Linked DNA regions of Mus musculus: regions 1, 2, 4, 5, 6 and 7 are each linked to region 3. A link is a contact called in public HiChIP or PLAC-seq, capture Hi-C and promoter capture Hi-C data. All regions are on one chromosome and are shown on one strand. Each heading gives the region's core, a stretch centred on a gene start, on an enhancer-like site or on the middle of the called end of the contact. The rest is flanking DNA. Distances are from core to core; before and after follow the strand shown.

Region 1 (3,061 bases), core at 152-2,651, 730 kb before region 3:
CATGAACTCAGGCTGGAGCCATGGAGGAACATTGCTCACTGGCTGTCTGCAAGCCTTGCTCAGCCTGCTTTCCTATATAGCTCAAAACAACATCCTGCTCAGGGATGACACACCCATATGGGATGGGGCTGGGTCCTTCTCCATCAGCTAGCAATCTAGAAAATGCCATACAGACATGCCAACAGCCCAGTCTGATGGAGCCAGCACTTCCTCAGTTGTGGCTTTTTTCCAGGTGTCTCTAGTTTGTGTAAAGTCAACAAAAACTGACCAGCAGAATATATTATATGCTCTCTCTATATTATATATGTGTGTGTGCGTACATATACTTAATACATGTCTAGTGGTGAGGGCTATAAATGAAGGAAAATGGGTTTCAGATGGATAATATCATCTCTCTGATTTATATCCCATTGCTTAGTAGAAAAGACCCTCCAGTGTGCCCACACTGCTGATGTTTCCTTGAAAGTGTGCGTCATATTCCATGGAGTATGTGACTTTTTGCCATTTTCCCATCGATGAATGTTGATTCTGTCTCCTCTTATGGCCATTGTGGTGTTTGATTGTTTTCTTTTTTTGAGATAGGTTCTTGTGTAGTCCAGGCTGCTCAAGGAGTCTGAAGTTCTCAGTTCTGCTTTACGCTGCCCTCTAGATGATGCTCAAATTCACCATCATTAATTAAGCCTTTTTTAAAAATCGAGGATGATAGAAATTTATCTGGTTTGAGTTTCTTAGTTTAGAAGCCATGTTTTTAGCTTTTGCATTTCTTCTTGGATATTTACATCTCGTTTTATTTCCACTTGTTTTATAGTGTGTTCCTTTTTGTGGGTAATGTATCTCACTGTACATCCCAATGACATTCTGTCTTTAGATTTCTGCTGTTAGTTGCTTAATTTTGAATTTTAAGTGTATTGATTCTACAAGTTCACCTTGACTTTGAAGGGTTTGTAGTTTAGTTTCTACTTCCTTGCCTTAAGCTCTGGGCAGACCATGCTACCAGCCACCGCCCAGGTTCCCTTAGTTCCACAGATGAAACACACACAAGCTTATTTTTAATATGCTTTTTAACTCAATGGCCGGGCACCCCTTGGCTAACATGTCCTTACCTTCCACTCTCAGCTCAACACCTCTAAATCTTCTCTCAGCTTAGTTGCCCAGTTGCTCAGCATCGTAAATCTGCCCTCAGCTTAGTTGCATTTCTAATCTCCCGCCTGCTACCCCAGGCCCAGTTGAGGAAGCGGCCAATGGCCACTCCATCCGAGATCTCATATGGCTAGTGGCTCTCTTTCCCTCAGAAGCATGGCAAATCTTTCTTCCTCCTGCATCTCCTAGCCTGCGTGCTGGAACCTGGAAGTTCCGCCTCTTCCGCCCAGCCATTGGCCACTAGCATCTTTATTGATAGATCAAGAACCAATTGGGGAACAGGACGCTGATGGTTCACAGGTAGATTCCGGATCGATCTAAGCACATCAGAACCACCCCCTACAGGGCTTCTTGTGTATTTCTCTGCCCTGACTTCCCATCCCCGCCTTGTCTTCTGGCCACTCACTGAGAGCATCAGCTGAGGGAGCTGAGTGGCACCTGTGTGGTTCTGAGGCTGCTGCAGTTGCAGCCGTTGAGTCGGACGAGTTCTCTGTGCTTTTGTGCCTTTCTCTGTACTGATGTGCTTAGGGCAGCACTCAGCACCCAGGAACCTCCTGCTCCAGCTGCCTGTTAGTCTGTTTTTGATCCCAGACATACTTTTAGAGTCTGGTAGCTTTAGTTTTCTCTTCCTGCCTGTTCTTACTGCTTTCCTTTTAGAACAGGGACTGCTGGTTACAGACAAGGACCAAAGCTTAGGTTTACACTGATTTTCTTTTTCTCCGAATGCTTTTTAGCTATGATTCATTGCACTGACCCTCAGCAAATCTAAATTCCTTTCTGATTAGACAGGAGTTGTTTTGACTGTATTATTCCTTAAGATAACTTCGATTATTTCCCAACATTTCCATTAGAAACACCTCACTTAGGGGATTCTTATTGTACAGGACTTGACCTGTGAAGATGCCTCCCTAACGCAGTGTTTAGGAATCAGGGAATATTCTATTCCCACTTATTTTTTATTTTATTTAATATATGTGAGTACACTGTAGCTGTCTTCAGACACACCAGAAGAGGGCATCAGATCCCATTACAGATGGTTGTGAGCCACCATGTGGTTTCTGGGAATTGAACTCAGAACCTCTGGAAGAGCAGTCAGTGCTCTTATCTACTGAGCCATCTCTCCAGCCCTCCCACTTATTTTTTAATAAAGATAATTAAATAACAGAATGCAGCTGGAGAAGACAAGTGAGACACAGCTTATGCTAGAGACACTGTTTCTGAAACCCTGTTGTGTTACTAAACTCTCTTTCTGGGGCTTTTCTGTACTTTAGTTTTTCACTTTCGTTCTCAAAAAATCTCAAACCTCTGACATACCTTTTATGTCTTTCACATAAAATAAGTGTTTTTGTATCAAGAAGCCTTGTCTCTCAAGTGACAGGACCTTGATTCCAAGGAGTACAGTTGAAACAAGTTTAATTCCTCACAGAACGAAACAGAGGGAACATGTTGAGGGATTCTGGTGTTGTTGAATGAGCCGTCAGTCTTCTTGATTTCTCTCTGTTCATGTTGAACTCATTCTTAACTTGGGAATGCAGGGGAGATATGAGGGAAGCCTGTGGTCCAAGTCTGAGTCTCTGGAACTCAACAAAGAAAAAAAGAGTTCCTCTGCACCCAGTCCCTGGACATAAAAAGGCCGTACAACTTGGTTATGCAGATAACCTGGCTAGGGTTTTGAGTCTTTGGGACGTGCAGTTAGGTAGGTAGGCTACATGATGGGTTCTTCTGACCAGAACTGACGTCATAGGCTATTCTGTGTTGACAAAAGAAGAGTTAAGGAACCGCTAGCTGAATAAGGAATGCCTCCTCTCGCGTGTGTCTGATCTGTATGGTAACTTTTAATTACACAGACAGAAAGAACATACTTCCAGGTCTACTTGCCAAAGGGGAGCAAGGAAAAAAGCAAAGCCATGTTCTTTTGCCT
Region 2 (3,547 bases), core at 952-3,451, 760 kb before region 3:
TGGAGCCCAGGCCTGGGCTAACAACATTGAACTCTCATATCTAAATGATGATGAATCAATTCTTGCTCCAATTACTGCTTGCTCACAGTGCATATGTAACTTCCCCAATTTAGGGAAGCTGGGTTGGTACTCAGCATTCTCTTCAAATGTTTTGTCCTTGTTTGTCGTGTAAGCTTGTGATACACCTTAAGGCCACTGGGAACCAATGTAGCCCATAGTGTGTTACATTTCACTCTCTGAAAGCAAATCTACATTTTTACAAATTCCTAGAAGTAGATGTTCAAATTCTCATATTAAATAGACATTTACTGAGTTACTACTAGAAGCAAAGGAGCACACAGTTCCAAACAAATGACCATGTGTTTGTGCTGTGACAGAAACTCCACAAGTATTCAGAGTGCACAGCTAGCCAGTGAGGAAGACTGGAGTCACAGCACGAACACTGACTTTATAGCCAGCTATAACAACGGCACCGTCTCTCTTTAGAAAATGTCACCGAATAAGTTCCCAAAATATTCTCAACATGGAATAAAAATAGAAACCAGTCCTTAACTCTAAGCCATGCTGTCCTGTGGCTAAAGTCACAGGCAATAGCAAAGAATGAAACTTGGTCTTTTTGTCCTGATGACAAGAGCGTGTATATCCAGGCCCACTTTTATAAGAAGATACGGAGCCAAGGTCACCTCCCTGAGGCGGGGTTGAACAAAAGAGTGTCATCGGAATGAGCTAATCCTTCCCAGGGCCTCACAGTGACTGACCTGGACAGGGTGTGCCACTTGCCTGGCATGCACGGGGCACTGGGCTCTGCCCTCGGTACCCACAAGACCATGAAAGATGAACAGGAGAGATGGGGGAAAGAGGAGGGCGTGAGGAGAAAGGTTCCTTCCACCAACCATTTCTGGTAAAGAAGCCAGACACAGGGTCACAAATCCTCAGAGTTGATGAGCAAGCAAAGCCATTGCCACTTCCAGTTTGGGGCAGGGAGTTGCTGGGGGGTGCTGTCCTCCACTGCCCTGGTATTAAAAGCTCATCGCTCCTCTCCTCCCTGGGTTTGCATGCACGCACCACTGTGAGCTGCTGAGACCTATCCTTACAGAGCAAGCAGTATGCTGCACAAATGAACTCTGACAAAGAGCAAAAGGTTCAAGGCGTGACTGCTTCACCAAGTCATTTCTGACTCAAAGTCCTTTGTGTGTACTAAAAGCCAGATAGGAAACTTAATCTTTAATGCCTTGATTCTGTTTTTTTTTTTGTTGTTGTTGTTTTTTTTTTTTTAAAGATTACAACCGCACAGCAGGCAACTGAAGTTTTCAACAGCAGAGCACCAAGATAAACCAGAACATCCCAGGACACGCGTCACCTAAGATGAATTTACACAGACACTGGATGTGACCTGAACACAAACCTACAGGAGAAACCTGGTGTGCAATGGGAGTCAACAGAGCTGGGCTAGGAAGTGGTGAGCCAAAAGTGAAGCCCAAGTGGGTACCAGAAAACACTCTCACAAGTTAAACTTCCTTTGAATGCAATATTCTTAAAACTCAAAAACAATAAACAAAGTCGATGAGCAAAATAGCACATAAAAACGAATTTTAGCAAAGGAAGTACCATTAAAATCCCAGACATGAGTTCAAGACCAGAGAAAAATGGTCAGTAATATTCATTTTGACTTTAAAGTTTTGATTCCAGGCTCATCATGGATTGATTTGAGTCATTTAAATATTACATAATAATGTTGCTCATCTTGATTACTAGAATTTTTGGCGTTAAACATATTGCCAGCCTGGCAAGTGCCTAGCTTAGCTCACTTCAATCACCAGGCCCTGGAGATCAGGTCGGTTCCTAGAAAGGCAAGTCAGCAGTCCTGGAGGGATTCAGACTCCAAGATGAAGATGGTCCCCAGGGAAGGGCTGAGAGTGGGTGAGAGACGCATGTCCTGGGGCGCAGCTTACCTCGCTTGTTCTGGGAGCCGTGCTTCTTGGCTAAGGCGAGCTCCCTCTGGATTCGGTTCTCCAGGTACTCTTGCTTCTTGGCCAGCATCTCCTCCGTCTCCCGGAGGCGAGCCAGGGCTTCCTGGGCGCTGGGAGCCGCCCGGGCCCGGGAGGAGCGGGTCCCTTTAAAGAACTTACCCAACTTGCTCATGGCTGAGCAGTGGGGGACGAGCGTCCCAGCGCTCTGGAGACAGGTAAGCCACAGTCGGAGCCGACAGAGCTCCTGGGAATCAACAAGTTGTTTCGGCAGGTGACACCCACTCTTGGGCATTTCCTGGCCGGGCTCGGCCCCGCCCTCGAATAACTACCCGGGAGGGGGGGCAGGGCAGCCGACGCCACCGCCCTCTGGGAGTCAGGGAACCGAGAAAAGTTGGCCAGGAGCAAGGGACTGCTTTATCTCACTAGGACACATCCAGGAGAAACTACCGAGAAAGTGGCTCAAAGAAAAGCAAATCCATCAAACTCTGAGGGTGTCTAGCCAGGCCGAAAAGACTTGAGAGCAGGTGGCTTACCTGGATATACAAAGTGCTCTTTTGAGAGTGTGTGAGAGTTCACAATGTTCCTGTTTCCGATCTCTTCATATGTACAAGAATATTCTGCCACGTTCCTCTGAGTATGTGTCCTATCCAGGACACAGACCTCTCCCACCACGACGGTGTGGGCACAGCAGAGGCTGTGCTGGCTAGGACAGCCAGTCCCAAAAGCTGATCTTCACAAGACTTCAAGTAGGTGGAAGATGGTGGCCACCTCTTTTCTCAAAAGACTTCTGTACGTGCTTGATGGTCATATTCGTTTCTATAATTAGGAATACCAAGTGTACAGTGTGACTACTGTGTATTTGAATCTTAAATGGGGCTACTCTTGTGTTTGGGTCTTTGTCAAACACATTTACATGGATATCCAAGTAACGGAGAGTAGAAAATACCCTGGAGAAAAAGAAATCATCTTTCCTCCATGGAGGTTTTATCTGCCCCACCTCTTGGAGGGGAAGAAAAGCCTTTGGTTAGATGCTTGAATACAACTGGAAACCTATTTGAAGTACACTGCCAAGAAGCAGCCTGCGGCATTTAGTCTGTTTACAATGATTCACCTTAAACGCCACACTGCCATATTTGATCAATATCATCAGAATCTATTTGTGATACAGACAGCATCCTTCAATCCTAAGACCAGTAAACCAATCTGCATGCCATCATGGCTAATTAATCCATTTGTATCCAACGTCACTCTATCTAGCTGGAATTTTTGCCAAAAATTGAACATTAAGATTACTAGTAAGACACACACACACACACACACACACACACACACACACATTCCATAATAGATAGCTGCAGGCTCCTGTCATATCTTACTGGCTATTTAAAGTGCATGGTTAATAACATACACTTTGCTCTCATTTGGTAAGTATCCGACATCACCAATATTTTGCTAACTATCTGAAAGCGCCTAGTGCACGTTTCTACGCTTACTTCCCTGGTCACATCTCATCGTGCAGCTGTCCCCACTGCTGGACACTTGGCCTCCCCTTTGATGGGTGTGTTCTGTATCTATGA
Region 3 (3,268 bases), core at 214-2,713:
TCTCATGAGATCAACCAAGCCACTATCTTCAATCTGGAGGAGAGCAGCTTCGCTCCTTGCCTGGGGCTACTCTTTCTAGGCTCACGGAAACAATTCACTTGCTTCTGGGAGGGTCTAGCTACATCCAAGACACACCCATAAATTACAATGCTCCAGTTAACAAGGTTTGCTCATTCTAATTTCCTGAACAGGATATTTACAGATGAAAAGTTCACTAGAAACGGTGTGTTTTGAATGCACTTTGAGGGAGATAAATTCTGGGGTGGTATCTGAAGTGGGGCAGGGAGTGCATGTGTGCACACCTGCATGTGTGCACACCTCCTCTTCAGACTGTACGCACTTCCAATTTCACTGTGGGGAGGTGTTAGCAGAGCTTTGGGACTCGAAAGGAAGGGCTGACGGAAAGGCATTTCAGAAAGGACGGACAGGACCTGTGGGCCAGTGCCTCACAGGAAGTGAGAACAAGGTGGCTTTAAAACACACCACTATTTTTGGATGTGATTACTTAAAACAGGCATTTTCTGGACGGGTGATCAGTTTCTGGGAGGACAAAGTTCATTTTAGAATCCTTGTCCTCATCCCTCTTTAGCGGTTGGAAGGTACCCCAAATAAACATTTAATGAGCCCCATCACATGTCTAGCAAGCCACGTGATGTTCAATCTCCAAGAACAATGGGCCATGTGGACACCCTTTTACTCAATTGTTGATGAATAAGGCCCTCCTAGCCCTAGCCAAAACCTATAGAATTTAGGGGCATGATCTGGATGCAGAATGTCTGGTTTACTCCCTCCGAAAGCAGCAGTCATTCATAACATGGCAAACTGGCCTTCTGCTAGCTTACATATATAAAAAGCTGAAATAACAATCTTGACCACTTGGTGTGTTGCTTTCTCTAGACTGGGACAGTGCCAGTAGACCAAACCAAGAGCAGAAAGAACACTTTTGGAATTCGGCCCATATCATATCACCAGGTAAGGACCTCAGGTGGAAACTGGAAGAAACACATAGGAGGGCCAAACCTGCACAGAGCTGAGAACATGAGGCAAGGCCTACAACCTGGTGCTCAAAGGAACCTGGTAGAGAGGGCCAGGGAAATGTTGCAGGAATCTCCATGACTGAGGACTCAGGCTGGGAACTGACCCCAAACCTGGGGTTGGCACACCTGGTCGAACTCCACTTGAGCACCAGTGGTCGCCATCTGAGAACCACTCTTGAGCAAATCTCTTAAGCAAACACCTTCCTGCCGTCTAAACCTACGCTTTTCCCACCAGAGGGAGACATGGGCCCAGGGGCAAGGGTGGCCTCAGTGTCCCAGCCAACTGCTGGGAAGCCGGCAGATTTTCAGAGAGCGCGGGTCTGGGGAAAAAAATCCAGTCCGGGTTTTGTCTGAACGGAGACCAGGAAGGCAGCGAGGACTGGGGAAGAGGGGGAGGCGGTGAAGACACGACACAAACAGCTCGCGCCCAGGACACCGCGGTAGGCCCTGAGCGCGCGGGCGCAGGGCCCGGAGAGGCGCGCGCCGGCCCGGCCGCCGGCCGCATGGAGCGCAGCGCAGCCCGCGGCTCCCGGGAGGCGCAGGCGGAGGTAGCGGCAGCGGGAGCAGCGCGCTCGCTCACACCCACCCCCGCCCGCGGCCGGCGCGCCGCCCCGCCGTAGCCGCCGGCGTCCCCGCGGGCCCGGCCAGCGAAGGCGGCGTCCGCGCGTCTGCCAGCCAGCAGCGGCGGCCAGCCCGGGAGGCGGCCCCGCAAGCCCCGCAGCCGCGCGTCTCCGGGCCCAGCCGCAGCCCGCGAGGAGCCCGGCGCTCCGGCCCGCAAGCCCGGCGCAGGCATGCAGGCCAGGCGCCTGGCCAAGCGCCCCAGCCTGGGCAGCCGCCGCGGGGGCGCTGCGCCCGCTCCCGCCCCCGAGGCCGCCGCTCTGGGGCTCCCGCCCCCCGGCCCCAGCCCGGCCGCCGCACCGGGAAGCTGGAGGCCGCCGCTGCCGCCGCCGCGCGGGACCGGCCCCTCGCGCGCTGCCGCCGCCTCGTCGCCGGTCCTGCTGCTGCTGGGCGAGGAGGACGAGGACGAGGAGGGCGCGGGCCGAAGGCGCAGGACGCGCGGGCGGGTAACGGAGAAGCCCCGAGGGGTCGCGGAGGAGGAGGACGACGACGAGGAAGAGGACGAAGAGGTGGTTGTCGAGGTGGTGGACGGCGACGAGGACGACGAGGACGCTGAGGAGCGCTTCGTGCCCCTCGGACCCGGCCGTGCGCTTCCCAAGGGCCCCGCCCGAGGCGCGGTGAAGGTGCGTGCGAGGTGCCGGGGATCGGTGGGGGGCGCAGCGGGCTCGGCGGGGCGCCGGGGCGCCGGGGAGGCCGAGCGCAGCGGCGCGGGCCGGGAGGGGTGTGTCAGGCGGCGGTGGGCAGCGCGCGGAACTGCGGCTCAGCGGCTCAGCGGCTCAGCGGCGCCCGGCGGCCTGTCGGTGCTCAGAGGCCGGGCGGATGCGTGGTCCCGCGTGCCGGTAGGCAAGGAAGGAGCGCTTCTCTGGGCAGGGTGGGGAACTTGGGAGCTGGACGAGGTCGGAGCCCCGATCGGCCTGGCATTGATATTTTATTCTGCTCTGGGGAGGCAGGAGTCTTCCTTCTCTTGTTCAAGCTTCTGGAAACTAGCCAGCAACCTGCAACACCTCCTTTCACCTGAGAACAGTTGTTGGTCGGTTCCATCACAGGCACTTGTGAAGGAGTTGGGAGCCTGTGCAGCAACAACCTAGACCTTGGTTTCCGCGAGCTTTTTGCCCCTCCCCCATCCCCGTGTTTCTCCTCGCCCTCCTTAAACTGGACATCCTAAGCACTTACCCTCCGCCCCCTTAAGATTACAAAAGAGGAAGGCGGGGAAGGTGTTTGTGTTGTGGGGAGAGAGAGGGGTAGCATTTAAAATGAATGTGACTTTCAGCTGAAAAATTTCACCAGGTCCTCATCCGCGCTACCGCAACGAGCGATCTTTCCGTTTTTTTGTATCTTCAGAAGATAAAGGGTTTATTATTACACAACTGTCTGGCTGAGCTTCTAAGCACGCTATTGGACAAAACAAACTGCGTTGAGGTTCATGCACCGTGTATGTTGCTAAGAAGTTTTGAGGGCAGCGAGTGGCAAGCAATGGAGAGTGTTTGCTTTTTCGCCAGTGTTTTTTTTTTTTTTTTTTTTTTCTGTTTTCTGTTTTTTCGAGACAGGGTTTCTCTGTGTAGCCCTGGCTGTCCTGGAACTCACTTTGTAGCCCAGGCTGGCCTCGAACTCAG
Region 4 (3,339 bases), core at 418-2,917, 830 kb before region 3:
CTCCTATGACATTAGTTTCTGTGGCATCAATCTTATGCCTTTGCTCAGCCACACCTCCATTTTAATTCTTTGGAAAGAGGCACCTGTTGGACACAAGTTGGATCAAATATGCTACTTGAAAAAAAAATCCAGCTTAATAAAAATGTATCTAAACCGGGATATAAACCTAGCCACAAGAGAAGCCAAATGTACAGAAGATAGAGCAATTCCTTAGGAGGGGAAATAATATATCTTTCCATTTCAAATGCTTCTTTTATCCTGTAGTTTTTACATCTTCTCGCTCACCCCACTATCACCTCAGGCTGATAAAAGCTATGCATCTTGTCTAACGATACCTTGGGTGAGCTCAAATGCCCTCTTATTATACATACATAAAAGTACACAACACAAAAGTCAGAAAAATAATCTTATTCTGTAAGCTGTGTAAACAGTTCATTTCTATTGTGGACCACTGCATAGAGTGTAAACTAAAAGTCTATAAGTAGGAACCGGCCAGTATATATATAGATTATATTGTATATATAGATTATGTTGTAGCCCTTATCTGACAACACACAGAATGTTCTTCTTTGATTACTAAAAATGTCTAGTTATCTCCTGAAAGTAAAATCTAGCCATTTATCAATACCAGAAAATATGCGATATATACATATGTATATATGTATATGTTTGTATATATGTATATCCTGTTATGTTCCACTCAATAATCTGAAAAAAAATTACTCAAACAGTTCCAACAACCTTTACAAGATCTTCATCTTTCTTCAAACTATGCTACCTGTACACTCTTATTTCTTGAGCGCTTTTCTTTCCTTGGCCCCTGGAGCCCTATTAAGAAAACTATTCCAAGGTTCATTTTTCTTTGCCTTACTTTTTTCTTCCCTTTATTCAATTATATTAATTCAAGGACAAAAAGGGCAATTTCATCCTGAAAATATCTTTATGTTTTCAACGAATTCTGTTTATCTCATACTTATTTCTCCAATAAAAGCTACACCTATGTCAGAAATCACATTATCATTTTGGAATCACCACTCTCAATTTTCCCCTTCTAGGTATCGCTCCAAAGCCCTAGAAATCATTGAATGATCTTTAAATAAGACAACTCGATTGTACTGACAAATGGTTCTGTAAACTTTGATATATAATATTAAATAATAGTGTTGCTGAAACACTAAAGGTTTTCAAATTAGCAAATCTAAGCAGCCTAATACTGTTTTCACTTGGGCTAAATTCAGAAATTCAGGCATTCAGGAATCTTTACCATAGTCCTAAATTACAGGGACAAATACACAATAAAATAGTGTTCTATCTGCCTACTCTTCAAATCAGTTGTCAATCCATCAAAGAAATGCTAATTATGGAAAATGACTAACCTTCTAGACCTCCCCCCCCAACCAGTGATAACTACAAGTCCCATGATGCAAAGCTCTAGCCCGAACTTATGCTAGCCAAAGTGCCTTCTGGGAATTGAAGTCTTCTCTTCATCTACTTGGCAAACTAGATATTGTAGCCCCATTTCTCAGAAACTCCCTAGTAATAAAGCCTGTGGAAAAAAAACTGTCGATTCCCTGTGATAAAATTAGATTTGTTCGGGCCACTGCAGAGACAGGGACCAGCAATCCCAGTGTGGGCCTCCGGGGGCGGTGCCGTGCTGTGACGTCACTTCCTGGAGCGGCATACCTCCCCCTCCCACTCGAGGCCGTCCCTTCCCTCGGTTCGCGGGAACCTGGCTGGGTGGCTGTGCCCAGGCACCGAGCGGCTGCTCCGGGGCGGAGGGTCACGTGAGGAGTCCGAGTGCCCGGGCAGGACGCGACCCGCCGCAGTCCAACAGGAGCCGCCTTCCTTCCCCTGACGGCGTGGGGTCGCGGAGCGCGCCGAGGTAGGACGCGGGGACACCTGCCGCCTGGACGGCGGGCGGGCGCGCGGGAGGCTGCGGGGCGCGGGGGAGCCTGGACCCCGCCGCACCCCTGGGCGCGCCTGGCCCGGGAGGACTGCAGGTGCGGGAGCCCGGCCTGAGGGCTCGCGGCCCGCGCGGACCGCGTCGCCCTGCCAGCTTCCCCGGGCCTGCGTTCCGCCACCGTGCTGTCACCCTCCTCCCCAGGTAGCGCGGGAGCATCCTCCTGGGTACGAGGTCAGGCGCCCCCGAAGAAGGCGACACGCCCTCCCTCCGCCGCTCGGCGCTCCCGCGGGTGGAAGTCCCCGGGCGCACCCCGAGGCCGCCCTTGGCAGCCCGGGGCCTCAGGTGGCAGATGTCAGAGGCCAGCGCCGGAGCTACGAGAATCCTGCGCGGTTCTTCTGGGGAGGTGCGGGGTGGGGGTCAGGATTCACCCAAGGGGTGAGTCCGTAGCTCAAGTTTCTTGAATGTTCCACAATAAGGAAGGTTGCACTGGCCGCGTGAGGTTAGACACCCTGTTTAAACTTCCTACATCCAGAGGGGACAGCTTGCTAAGAGGACAGTAAATAAAGTTGGGCTGGTAGACCCCCTGTTGCTGTGTATAAATAGACCTGTCATTTCTCCTGGTCGCTACTTAACATTTCTGAGTTTATTACTTAACGTCGTAATGGTAAGTCATTACTTCTTTATTCTACAAAATTATTCAGACATACAATATAACCATCTTTTGGACCTTAGGTTATTGAGAATGAATAATCTAGAATCAAAAAGCAAAACTTTTAATGATTTAATTTGATTGACTGTAAACCTGATACCTTCCCCCCCCCTTTTTTTTCGTTAACTTTACCAAGTTTGCATTTGAAATATATTTGATGCTAAGTTTAAAAAAAAATGTTACTTTCAAGACAGTTGTTGCTGGCTTGGTAGTACAGGTGTGTATCCCAGCACCTATGGAGGCTGCAAGATCAAAAGTTCAAACCTACCTAGGCTACTTACTTAGCAAGTTCACAGGCAACAACCTTGTAAGACCCTGCCTAAAAATTAACATATTTTTTAAGGAAGAGGTTTAGAATGCATGCATAGCATTGCAAATCTCAATCAAAGTAAAAGAGCATTCCTTAGTAATAATCAAACTTCGGACTGACTATGATTAGCCTGTGTAAATCCTTGGGAGTTTCAGTAATTCTATAAAAAAGTAAAATGAATGACTTTTTTCCTTCTTCTGTTCCTATGTTGCATATAGTACAACCAGGACGACAAAACTTCTCCTTCTGCTTCCATTTTTTGAGTGGGAGTAGACAGGAAATATGTTTGAATGTATGTTAGGATTAAGTCCATTTAAAATGAATATTGCAAAAAATAAAGAAAAGTAGACCAAAGGGAAAAAAAAAGAAGAAATATGTATATCATAAGGGTCAAGAAAAGAGATGTAAAATAAGTTT
Region 5 (3,448 bases), core at 535-3,034, 650 kb after region 3:
GGTGGATGTCACCAGAGGCTGTAGTGTGTCTGTGGCAGAGCTAGGTGACCTTTCCATAGGAAGGAGGCTAGAACAGCAGTGGACAGACCTTCCCACTAACTCTGACTGGGCCCTGTCAGAGGGAATGACGTAGTGGACTGTAGAAAACCTGACGTTTGAAAGAAAACAGAATTATTGTCCTTTCTGTGCAGGGCTTCACTACATAGCCCAAGCTGTAGTAGTCCTCCTGCCTCAGCCTCTTTGGGTCTGGGATTTCAAGGATGAGCCATTGCACCTCTTTGTGACAATTCATGGTTTCAATTAAACAGCAAGCATTCGTAACTGCCAAAATCTTGTTGTCTTTAAGGAGGAAACTATAAATATTTTTGTTAAAAATAAATTCTCAAAAAGTTTAAATTAGACAAAGGCATTCCCTAGAGTACACACGACTACCTAAAAAGAACAGAAACGAGAATCAGTCATAAATTGAGATGAATATGGATCATCTTAGAGATTTTGAAGACTAGTCATACACTGGAATTTCTGCTCATCATTAAAATGGTTTGCTTTTGGGGGCTGGAGAGATGGCCCTGGGTTAAGATTGTTTACTGCTCTTACAGAGGACCCAGGTTCAGTTCCCTGACTTCATATAGTGCGTCATAACTGCGTGTTGGTCCTAGGGGATTCTGTCAACCTGTTCTGACTCCTACTGACATGAACTCGAGCCCACACAAACAACACAATAGAAAGCTCAGGCCTTACATTTCAGAGACTATAAATAGATTCCAGAGATTATGTATTGTTTTTGTGTTTTTGAGATGGGGTCTCTCATTGAAGTCCCAGCTAGCTTCATGGCAATCCCCCTGTCTCAGGTTTCTGAGTAATGTGATTATGGCATGAGCCACCATGCCTGGCTTGACCTATTTCCTCCTTTTAACTTAGTTCCACCAAGGGCCTGCAAGCGCTGTTGGGTCACAGCAATAGCCATGGAGAGAGCATGAGCAGGGTCTCTGGAGGCCTGGGATGGAGGAAGTGGACTTGGTGATTGTAAAGTTTTACCAGCCAGCTCCCTTTCTGCCTGGAGGGTGTGCCAAAGAAACAAGTTCTTTGTAGAGCCCTGAGGGCATGCCTGACTTTGCTTAAACAAAGGAGCTGAAACACCCCCTGCCCCCAGCTGTGGGAGTTTCAGCCCCCCCACCCCCCACCCCGGAAGCGGTGGGAGCTGCCTGCACCTTCCAGCTACTTCCTATGAAAACCTCATTCTTCCAAAGAGTCAGTTTAAAATTGTTTGACAGTTATTCAGATTCTGCTTTAGAAAAAAAAAAAAGGATGATGGGTCTAGCTTTATTTTTGTATTAGGTTCTGCTTAAAAGGCTGCTTGCTAAACACGGGATGCCAAGCTCTCAGAATCCTGTATAATATAGGGTGCAAGAAAAGTATCACCCAGATGGCATTTTCGGGGAGATTACTGACAGATAATCCTCTCTTGTCCTAGAAGATTAAGTCTGCCCCGCCGACGATGTGGTCAGATGACCGGTCTAAAAAAGTTGTATTTTAAACAATATTCCTGCTAGTGTCTAGTGTTTGTACAACTGAATGGGGCTCCAGAGTGGGGGGCCTCCTTTGTGTACAGAGGGAAGGCCACTCCCTCTGCCCCGGTTATTCTTTGTTCAGTGAATTAGCGACAGGTGGTGACTAGGGCCCTCCTAAGGGAGGAGTCACTACAGACCTGCTCGTGGGAGCCGGAGCCACGCCGGGGCCGGAGCTGGGCGGGGCTTTAAGCCCGGTTCCTCTGGGCCGGAGCTGGGCGGGGCTTTAAGCCCGGTTCCTCTGGGCCGGAGCTGGGCGGGGCTTTAAGCCCGGTTCCTCTTCTCACCTGGGCTGCACAGGTCAGCCGGATCTCCCTCAGCCCGGGGCTCCCAGGCTGCCGCAGCGCCATGCTCGCCTTGCTCGCTGCCTTCAGCTAGCATGGAGTGCAGAGATATGGAGTTGGCTGATGATTACCAATCCCCCTTTGATTTTGATTCTGGAGTGAACAAGAACTACCTCTACCTCTCTCCAAGCGGGAACACCTCGCCGCCTGGTTCACCTACACAGAACGTTGGTAACTATTTGTGTAGTGAGTTCCCTCTGCTGTGTTCTTCAACATGGGAAGTTATTTTTGGTTGTTAACTGTTTAGAGTGGGACAATGAATTTTAAAGTTGGCACCGTCTGTTTCTATGCTCCTTAGAGGTCTGTGGATGTGCGGTGATGGTGAATGACACGGAGGGTCTTGGGGTCAAATAGTGGGTACAGTTTTAAAATCTGCCTAGGCAGTGTCTTAGTAAAGGATGCTTAGGCATTCAAAACCGTTCACCACACTCAAGGGCCTGGTGAGTGTGCTACAATAACACCACAAGTATCAAGGTGAAGATAGGCTTGGGTTTTCCCTTGGGAGACCAAAAGCCATGTAGACAAATAGCTATGTACACCTCACAGTTTCCAAAAGGGAAAATGAAAAACCACCACACCTTTGGAAGCAGCTGTTTCTTCCCATGTGGGACACGGATTTGTTCACAAGGCGGAAACCAGGCTGTGACAGTCTGAATTGATCCCCACATAGGGTCCAGCAGAAGTGGGGACAGCCTCCTTCCCAGCTTGCAGGAAGGATCCTATTGCTTGCCAAGAAGAGGAGATGGCTTAATGAACTCCTCTGTCAGAGTCAAGGAAGCAACTTGGCTTTCCCAGAAGAAGTTAATTATTTCCTTACTGTGGAGAATTGGTTACGTTTTGTTCTTTTTAAACAGTAGAGCTTGGGAAACCTAGAAGACAGTGAAGGACAGACTGTGGCACCTCTGATCCAAGCTGCTGGGGGTTTGGACGTTTGCAGGGCACAGGTGTGTGCTAACACAGCATGCTTCAGTGCTTGGTTATAGCAGCCACCTTTGAGGTATAGTCTGGATTTTCAGAAACCCACATATGTTGATAGTTTCAGGCTAACACTGCCCTCTAGAAGTTGGAAGCTGTTAGTAATGTCTGTGGGAGACAGGGCATGGGAAAAGCATTTTTCTTCTCATTTTCACACTTCCCTTGCCTGTGACCCATGTGGGATCTCTGGGCTTCCCCGTTACCCAGCACTTAAGAGGGGGGATGACCTAGTTCTAACTTGTGGGCTTGTGAATCAGAGCAGGGCTCACAGTGGGGACGGTGGGGCTGTCATTAAGGCTTGAGAGTGGGCGGAGTGGCAGGGTCCCCAGCAGGGACTGGGGAAGATGCCCTGCATCCTTTAGTTCTTGCCGGCTGCGTTATTAGTGTGGCCACTTCTCAGTGCTCTCTGTTAGAACAGCAGCCAGCATGGCTGAGCGTGCTTTTGGGTGGTGGGGTTAATGAAGTCTGTAATTGAAAAGAGGGACCTGGAACCTGCTACTTAAAAGTTAATCTGGATTTTGGCCAATGTGTACCTCTTCCCTCCCTTTCATCGTCCTCTCT
Region 6 (3,394 bases), core at 570-3,069, 690 kb after region 3:
GCTTTTTATTGACAACCTATGGCTTCTCAGATGAGCACAATCCACTGTATAAAGAAATTCCAATTAAAATGGTTTGCTATGAATCTCCACTCTCTCCTTCCTCCCTCCTCCTTCCTCTCTCCTCTTCTTCTCTTAAGTAATTTTGAGACAGGATTTTGCTGTATAGCCCTGGCTGGCCTTGAAGATGCTCTGTAGACCAGGCTGGCTTCAAACTCCGAGACATTCCTCTGCCTCTTCCTCTTGAGGGATAGAATTCAAGTTGTATATCACCACTGCCCTGTGAATCCTCACTTTTCTAATTTCATTTGATACTTCTTAAGTTGGGAGCTTCAAGACGAGTCCACTGAGCGTACATATATCACTAGGAAGACTAAGAGCCCCTCCCCATGGCGCTGCCTGGCTTTCAGGGTTATTCACTAGCTTAGGCAACACGAATATAACATGTCTGTTGGATTTAAAGATGGGACTTCATTTGTTCTGTTCATCCAGATGGAGGGTTTATCCTGAAGATTGAACCTAGGGCCTTGCCATGCCAGACAAGCACTGGAAGTGATACAGTTTAAGTTTGCAAAGCAGTTCTTTAAACTTGGCACTGCTGAGCAGCTTGCTTTCCCAAGCAGAAAAACCAAATCTGCACGGGGATACTGGATTGCCCAGGATGAAAGTTCCTTACTTGAGACTGCTGAGGGCTCTTAAAGGGAGCTCTACAATTTGCTACACTGTTTCCGAAAGGAACTGAAAGTGGTAGTAGCCATAGAGATTGACATTTTCGACAAGAATCCACTTAAGTGTCAGCAGAAATGAGCGTATGCAGAATGAGATCTCACTTGAAGCGGAATCTACTTTTCAGGCTCCTACTGAATTTGTGAGATACTCCCTACAGTGACTAGTAATGCGGAGTGGTAAGTTATCCACAAAACTATGCATCATTCTAAGGTCAAAATAGACCTGCAGCATTGAGGAAGACTTACACTAAGAGTCAAAGACATAAAAGAGGTTCTGTCCTGGCCCTGGTAGTGACAGTACTTGTAAAGTCCCATCATTCAGGGAGAAGCAGGAGGGTCAGATGATGAGGGTCACCCTCAACTACGCAGTGAGCTCAAGGCCAGTATGGGTTACATGAGACCTCGATAAGGGGAAAAAAGATATTTATGTACAAATGACATAGAAAACTGACACCCGCCCTTGGATTTAGTAATCTGTAGGTTAACATTACATTGATTAGACTAGTGGTCCACTTAAAAGGCAAACACTTTTGCAACTAGGTTCGATTCTTAAGTGGATGGACAAATTCTGGGGATTTACACTGGGGAGAAACAAACAATATCAAGTGTTTGGGTATGGGAGCGTGGAAGTGCTACGCCTGAGCATATTTCTGAAGCTTAATTCACAGGAAATGATGGTAGCTAGCTAGGATAAAACTTCTGTTGGGTTTTGTAATGCATGTGACTGGCAACAGAAGTGGCCAAGGACAGACCTACCATCAGTTTTAGGAACAACTTTGTGCCCATTTGCAAAGGCAATCTCTCCTTCCTTCCTGGAGTTTACAAAACTGGAGGGTGAACACTAAGAATTATTTCAAATCTAAAGCATGACGCATTCGAAAGTGCTGAGTAACGAAGGCACAGGAGGTGCTGGTGAGCATAGGGCTTCCAACTCTAACAGGATAACGAAGGAGACCTCTGAAGACCGTGTAGTACAGCAGCTGTAGCGTCACCCCGTCCCTCAGGAGGCATGCGCTCTCTGGCGTCCGCGGGAGGCAAGCTTTAAACTACCGGACTAGTAGGCTCGCCTGGGATTAAGGCGGTAGGCGGGGCTCTCCTCGGCCCGCCCCCTGACCTGCAAGCGTGCAGAAGAGGTCAGAGGTCGCGCAGGCGTCATGGCGGCGCTGTGTAGGTCCCACGCCGGGACTGCTGGGAGCCGTTTCTTGAGAGCGCTTGTCTTCTCCAAGCCTTTGCGAAATGCAAGCACGGAGAGTGGTTCCGAGAGCGCAACCCACGACTCCTCCGCTCCTCGGGCGCGTTCAGGCGGCTTCGCGAGCGCTCTGGAGCGACACTCGGACTTGCAGCGGAAGGCGGAGCTCCGACTGGTAAGCAGGCCTCGCGGCGCCACGTCCGCACGCCGGGCCGAGCGTGGGGAGGGGCTAAGCCCGGGACGCTGGGAGGAGCCGGCGTGGTGGGGCGGGAGCCCGTCGGTGTTGGGGTGGGGCTCAGGCGGCGACTCCAGGGAGGGGCCAGCGTGGGTTGGGGGTGAATTCTGTCCTTCTTGTCATGGGCTATGCCGGTGACTTAGGGATGAGGAGAGGAGCGACTGGAGCGGCGGGGGTAGCTTTCTACCCTTGACCTGCAGCAGAGCGTGTGATTAATATTTTCTTCCTTTTCCATGGCTTTTACGCTCCTGTGGGTTCTCTCTGCATACCTTTGTGACACATTCTGGGCCAGGTATCCATCGGGTTTGTGGGGCGACCCGTCAGACTTGGAGGAAAACGACTCCAGGTCTTAGCCTTGCCACAAGGCGGCTCGAGGCCTGTCACAAGCATCTTAATTGAATTGACACTTAAAGCTATTGTGAACTGGGCGTATGATTTAAACTGTCAGTGTTTCACTTTCCTTTATTGCAAGTGACCTTTTATTTTAAAAATATAGTTTTTTCCCCCTTTGTGTAAAACATTGTAAAATAATTTAGATACATGAAGTAGTGCAAATACAAAAGGCTGGGATTTTTAAAAATTCTGAGACTCGGGTATACATGAGGTTGGGTTATATAAGAAAAATCTGAATTTCCAGTTTTTGTTCTCTAGTGGGTATTGCTGAACAGTACACATGTAGCTATTTCTCAGGATTGTAGGGTCATCTTAGTTTTGAGTGCCAAAACTTTTCTTTGATCTAGTGATGGGAAGGACCCCAGGACATAGTTTTGAGATTTTTGCCACATGTAGTGGCTTAAAACACAAATTTTTACTTATAGGGCACTAGGAGTTCTTTTAAAATAAGAAAATGAAAATATAAAAAGATAACAAAAACTTAACATATTAGAATTGGACAAAACAAATAGAATTTAAAGAGCTCAAGAGAGGTGGAGGAAATACAGGCACTTGTGCACACACTCAGGAGTCCCATAGAAGCTGGAAGCCGCGACACACTTTAGAGGACCTGGGGTAGGCCTGGTGCAAGCCCTGTGAGTGCTTTCCAGTCTCTGCCAGCTTTGTTCATGTTGATTTAGAGAGCCTTGTTCTCTTGGTGTCTTCCACAACCTTTTGGCTCTTATACCATTCCCATCTCCTCTTCTTTAGGGCTCACACTGAGTGGAGGGATATGATGGAGACATCCCTGTTAGGACAGGATGTTCCACCTCTGAATACTGTCTGGCTGAGGGCGTCTGTATGAGTTCCCAA
Region 7 (3,332 bases), core at 710-3,209, 680 kb before region 3:
ATATGCCTTACTAGCTCAACGGCTGGGCATTTCCACACCTCCCTGCGGCTAGCACACACTCCCCTCCAGTATTCCTGAGTTAACACTTTCTAAATCTGCATTTTTATCTTTGCTGCCCTGCTGCTTTCTGGGCAGCCTTCCCGTGGGGTGGGGCCACGTTTTCTTTCTACCTGCATTTCAGCCACTTAGCCTGTTCCTTCACAGCATGGTCAGTTCTACCCCCCTCTCGTGACAGAATTCCTTCTTCCCACCCCAACCCCCACCCCAAGTTTCTTGCCTGGAAATTCTAAAAGTTCTGCCTCTTTCACTCTGCCCAGCCACTGGACATTGCTCTTTATTGATTAATCAAAAATCAGTTGGGGACACGGACCCTCAGCATCTGCACATGAAAATTCCCATGTCATTTGAGGAGGTAAATTAAGATAAAGTTTTACAACCAGTGCCCTGGTTTTGGGTTCTATAAGAAAGAGCACTGAGCACGCTAGTAAGCAGCACCTTTCCATGGCCTCTGCATCAGCTCCTGCCTCCAGGCCAGGTTCCTGTTAAGTTCCTGCCCTGATTTCCTTTGATGAAGTGCAAGACTAATAAAACTTCTCTCCAGCTTCCTTATTGGCCATAGTGTCTCATCGCAGCAATAGAAACCCTAACTAAGACACATAGACAGATGTCTAACTAAGACACAAAATACAGAAAAAAATTCTTTTAAGGTAAAGAGTAATAGAAGAGCCACATTTTAACTATAGAATATGATGTTGCTCTAGTTGGTACTAATTGGCAGTATCAAGTGTGATAACACATGTGTGTGACCCAAGCACTTTGGAGAGCAGAGCACAAGGGACAAGGGTCATGAATGTGAGGTCAGACTGAGTGACATGGTGATGAGAGAGAGAGAGAGAGAGAGAGAGAGAGAGAGAGAGAGAGAGAGAGAAATGAATGAATCAATCAAGTTTACTGGGCACATTCCAGACCCCTTCTATTGATCCTCTGTTGGCTTTACAGGCTCCCAGCCATGATCACACTGAACATGGGTTTTGTGAAAATTAAACTAAATATTCATATATTCCTAAAGCAGGAATGGCTTATGAGCCCCCCAGCTCCCTTGCATTTCCATTGAGACATTTGAGAAGGGTGTAGGAGCTGGTGCTTTTCTCTCGTTTCCTATCCCAGAAACAGCACCACGAGCCTCCTGAACCCAAGTCTGCCCAGTGTTTTCAATTCATATTATGTCCCACATCCGCATGAGTTACAAATATTTAGGGAAAAATGTGATCCTAACGCAGGCATGGTGGTGGAGGCAGGAGTGCTCTCTCTCTCTCTCTCTCTCCCTCTCCCTCTCCCTCCGCCTCTCCCTCTCCCCCTCCCTCCCTCCCTCTCTCTCTCTCTCTCTCTCTCTCTCTCTCTCTCTCTCTCTCTCTCCTTTATTTATCTAACTATTCCATAAGATACCTAAAAGAAGTGGCTATCTAATTAATCTACTCTGTGCCAGGCAGTACTTGAGGCATTTATGACACCAGGGAACAAAATAGAGTAGAAAACTCGACTGTGCTTTGTGGGGTCTGACTGTAGCACTAGAAGCCACCTGGTTCACTTTTCTTTATTGTCAAGACCCTACTTCCAATATCATTTACTTTTAACTCTTCCAGCAAGCTAACAAGTGTCTTCCTTCTCCTCTGACTCGTCTGCTCTGTCCAGTCGTCCCAGTAAGTGCGTTGAGGTACAAGTCTGCAGTTTAAGTCTCTCCCACAGCCCCCCTGTGCCAGAGGAGTGCATGAACTCTCTAAGGCACGCCTGTGCGCTGGCCTTCTCATCCTCCTGACGACCTCTTATAACACTTCCCAGCGTACTGAAATTCTTCCAACTGCCCTGAGGGAGCTGGCTCACTCTCTCACCTGGAACTGTGATAGTCACTTTCTGATTGGAATATGCTTGCCTCATTCTCTGAGTAGCTATTGAAATGTCATGTTCTTGTGGAAGCCTTTTATAAATCCCAGAGATTGGGCAAGGGCCACTGTGTTGACCATCTCTGGCATCATGAGCCAGACTTCATCTAGCCTTTGACACACATTACTCTGATGGTGCATTTGCCTATCTGAGCTTTAAATGGAATTACAAAAGTGCTGTGAGGGGGACCTGATGGCCTTGTTTTCTGCTGTATCATGCTCTATAAAGGAAGGTACAGGAACATGCATACATGGGAAAAATGAATGCTTGGAGGGACACTATCCACATGCCACTGTGGAAATAGGAGCTACAAAGATAGTGAGAGGAAATGCCCTTTTCCCTCTTTCTTAACAAATTAAAAATAATTATGGAACTAAAGAATAAAAATTTAGTTGCATATTGTGTTTTTACCTATGCATTTCCTAGGACGTGCATGATAAATTAATTTCCTTTTCATTTTGGAAGGAGAAACCAACCTTTCAGTAGCCTTTAAATGTTTAAATTACTTTTTTTTTTTTTGGTGTGTTCATGAAGGTATTTATGTATACATGCAGGTGCACACCCATGCACATAGAGGTCAGAGGACAACTTGTAGGAGTAACTTTTCTCCTTTCACATAAAGGTTCCTAGAATTGAACTCTGGTCAGTCAGGCTTGGTGGCAAGTGCCTTTATCTACTGACCTATCTTGCTAGGCTTCTTAGCAATGTTTTATCTTAAGTTTCCGATTCCCAAATATTGGTTATTCCCAAGAGAACAGCTAGAAAACACACTGAGTGTTATGAAGTGGATTATCTTCCTCAGCACTCACAGGTTGAATTCCTATGCCCAGGCCGCAAAGCGTGATGGCATTCAGAGGCAAGGCCAGAATAGGTAAAGGATGCTCAACGAGGCCGTTCTGTGCACCTCAATGACAGTATCCCTATAAGAGGAGGAGGAGGATGCCGGGGATATACCGCCTGGCCATGCAAGCCAAGACCATGCAAATTTGTCTCAGAACGTTTGGCCTCCAGAACTGTGAGAAAGAAATGTCATTTTGTTCTTTAAGCTAGCCAATGTACGGAGATTTGTTACATAACTTTAGCAAACTAATATCTAAAATCAAAATAGGTCAGTTTATAGCTTGTAATTCTCCAAACTGAACTATGGGATGGGGTACTGGTGCATTTTGCCATGGGTGTCCTTCCCTGTGGCGGGTGTTAGGGAGTACTTGCCCTGCTGGTTCTGAGTATGTGTTAGAAAACTGTACTTAGACTCAGGTGAATGCACAGATGCATCCTGAGCCTTCCACAGGGACGACACGTAGACTTAGTTATTGATCATCTCTGTGTTGCCACATGGGTCCCAGGATCTTAGCAACTCACAAGGTTTTTCAGGTTTCCAGTGTGTAAAT

The links. Promoter capture Hi-C pulls out the DNA fragments that hold promoters and counts their contacts. HiChIP or PLAC-seq counts read pairs in DNA pulled down with a chosen protein or histone mark. Capture Hi-C pulls out chosen DNA fragments and counts their contacts.
Region 1: an H3K4me3 HiChIP or PLAC-seq map of bone marrow-derived macrophages shows a contact between it and region 3, with 4 times the contacts expected there. The contact joins the enhancer-like site here to the promoter of Zfp704 in region 3. A contact is called at or near these places in 6 of 39 promoter capture datasets (the HPC-7 cell line, cranial neural crest, embryonic stem cells and 3 more), 8 of 115 datasets of contacts at active chromatin or transcription factors (bone marrow-derived macrophages, embryonic stem cells, large pre-B cells and 2 more) and 1 of 9 other capture datasets (adipose tissue).
Region 2: a promoter capture Hi-C map of liver shows a contact between it and region 3, with 2.2 times the contacts expected there. The contact joins the promoter of Chmp4c here to the promoter of Zfp704 in region 3. A contact is called at or near these places in 2 of 39 promoter capture datasets (liver and pre-B cells) and 3 of 115 datasets of contacts at active chromatin or transcription factors (all in embryonic stem cells).
Region 4: an H3K27ac HiChIP or PLAC-seq map of microglia shows a contact between it and region 3, with 9 times the contacts expected there. The contact joins the promoter of Snx16 here to the promoter of Zfp704 in region 3. A contact is called at or near these places in 1 of 39 promoter capture datasets (liver), 1 of 115 datasets of contacts at active chromatin or transcription factors (microglia) and 2 of 9 other capture datasets (adipose tissue and liver).
Region 5: a capture Hi-C map of macrophages shows a contact between it and region 3, with 8 times the contacts expected there. The contact joins the promoter of Tpd52 here to the promoter of Zfp704 in region 3. A contact is called at or near these places in 11 of 39 promoter capture datasets (the C10 cell line, cranial neural crest, embryonic stem cells and 6 more), 2 of 15 datasets of contacts at CTCF or cohesin (large pre-B cells and pro-B cells), 19 of 484 Hi-C or Micro-C datasets (B cells, the G1E-ER4 cell line, LSK cells and 12 more), 13 of 115 datasets of contacts at active chromatin or transcription factors (astrocytes, embryonic forebrain, embryonic hindbrain and 7 more) and 3 of 9 other capture datasets (adipose tissue, embryonic stem cells and macrophages).
Region 6: an H3K27ac HiChIP or PLAC-seq map of extraembryonic endoderm stem cells shows a contact between it and region 3, with 10 times the contacts expected there. The contact joins the promoter of Mrps28 here to the promoter of Zfp704 in region 3. A contact is called at or near these places in 6 of 39 promoter capture datasets (the C10 cell line, cranial neural crest, hippocampal neurons and 2 more), 3 of 115 datasets of contacts at active chromatin or transcription factors (astrocytes, embryonic stem cells and extraembryonic endoderm stem cells) and 2 of 9 other capture datasets (adipose tissue and macrophages).
Region 7: a contact with region 3 is called in a promoter capture Hi-C map of liver, with 3 times the contacts expected there. The contact joins the enhancer-like site here to the promoter of Zfp704 in region 3. A contact is called at or near these places in 5 of 39 promoter capture datasets (cranial neural crest, hippocampal neurons, liver and 1 more), 1 of 484 Hi-C or Micro-C datasets (embryonic stem cells), 3 of 115 datasets of contacts at active chromatin or transcription factors (all in embryonic stem cells) and 2 of 9 other capture datasets (liver and pancreatic islet).

The regions. Positions count from the first base shown.
Region 1 is chr3:10,341,076-10,344,136 of GRCm38.p6, reverse strand. It overlaps Zfand1 (zinc finger, AN1-type domain 1), which reads left to right. Exons shown (of 8, transcript NM_025512.3): 7 at 2,988-3,061. Among named protein-coding and RNA genes, the nearest start is that of Slc10a5, 7.0 kb to the right of the region's middle. Within about 2 kb of position 1,401, at least 302 of the 459 cell types and tissues checked have an H3K27ac peak or open chromatin away from gene starts, as enhancers often do. A contact at or near this core is called in adipose tissue, bone marrow-derived macrophages, embryonic stem cells and 3 more, where this site is marked.
Region 2 is chr3:10,365,627-10,369,173 of GRCm38.p6, reverse strand. Chmp4c (charged multivesicular body protein 4C) reads right to left here and starts at 2,201. Exons shown (of 5, transcript NM_025519.2): 1 at 1,953-2,201. The coding sequence starts at 2,142.
Region 3 is chr3:9,608,280-9,611,547 of GRCm38.p6, reverse strand. Zfp704 (zinc finger protein 704) reads left to right here and starts at 1,463. Exons shown (of 9, transcript NM_133218.2): 1 at 1,463-2,278. The coding sequence starts at 1,829.
Region 4 is chr3:10,438,458-10,441,796 of GRCm38.p6, reverse strand. Snx16 (sorting nexin 16) reads left to right here and starts at 1,667. Exons shown (of 8, transcript NM_029068.4): 1 at 1,667-1,882.
Region 5 is chr3:8,962,482-8,965,929 of GRCm38.p6, reverse strand. It overlaps Tpd52 (tumor protein D52), which reads left to right and starts at 1,784. Exons shown (of 6, transcript NM_001025262.2): 1 at 1,784-2,083. The coding sequence starts at 1,948.
Region 6 is chr3:8,922,282-8,925,675 of GRCm38.p6, reverse strand. Mrps28 (mitochondrial ribosomal protein S28) reads left to right here and starts at 1,819. Exons shown (of 3, transcript NM_025434.3): 1 at 1,819-2,089. The coding sequence starts at 1,880. It overlaps Gm52601 (a long non-coding RNA gene), which reads left to right and starts at 2,104. Exons shown (of 2, transcript XR_003954436.1): 1 at 2,104-2,202; 2 at 3,293-3,394.
Region 7 is chr3:10,283,713-10,287,044 of GRCm38.p6, reverse strand. It overlaps a transcript of Fabp12 not described here. Among named protein-coding and RNA genes, the nearest start is that of A930014E01Rik, 13 kb to the left of the region's middle. Within about 2 kb of position 1,959, at least 13 of the 459 cell types and tissues checked have an H3K27ac peak or open chromatin away from gene starts, as enhancers often do. A contact at or near this core is called in liver, where this site is marked.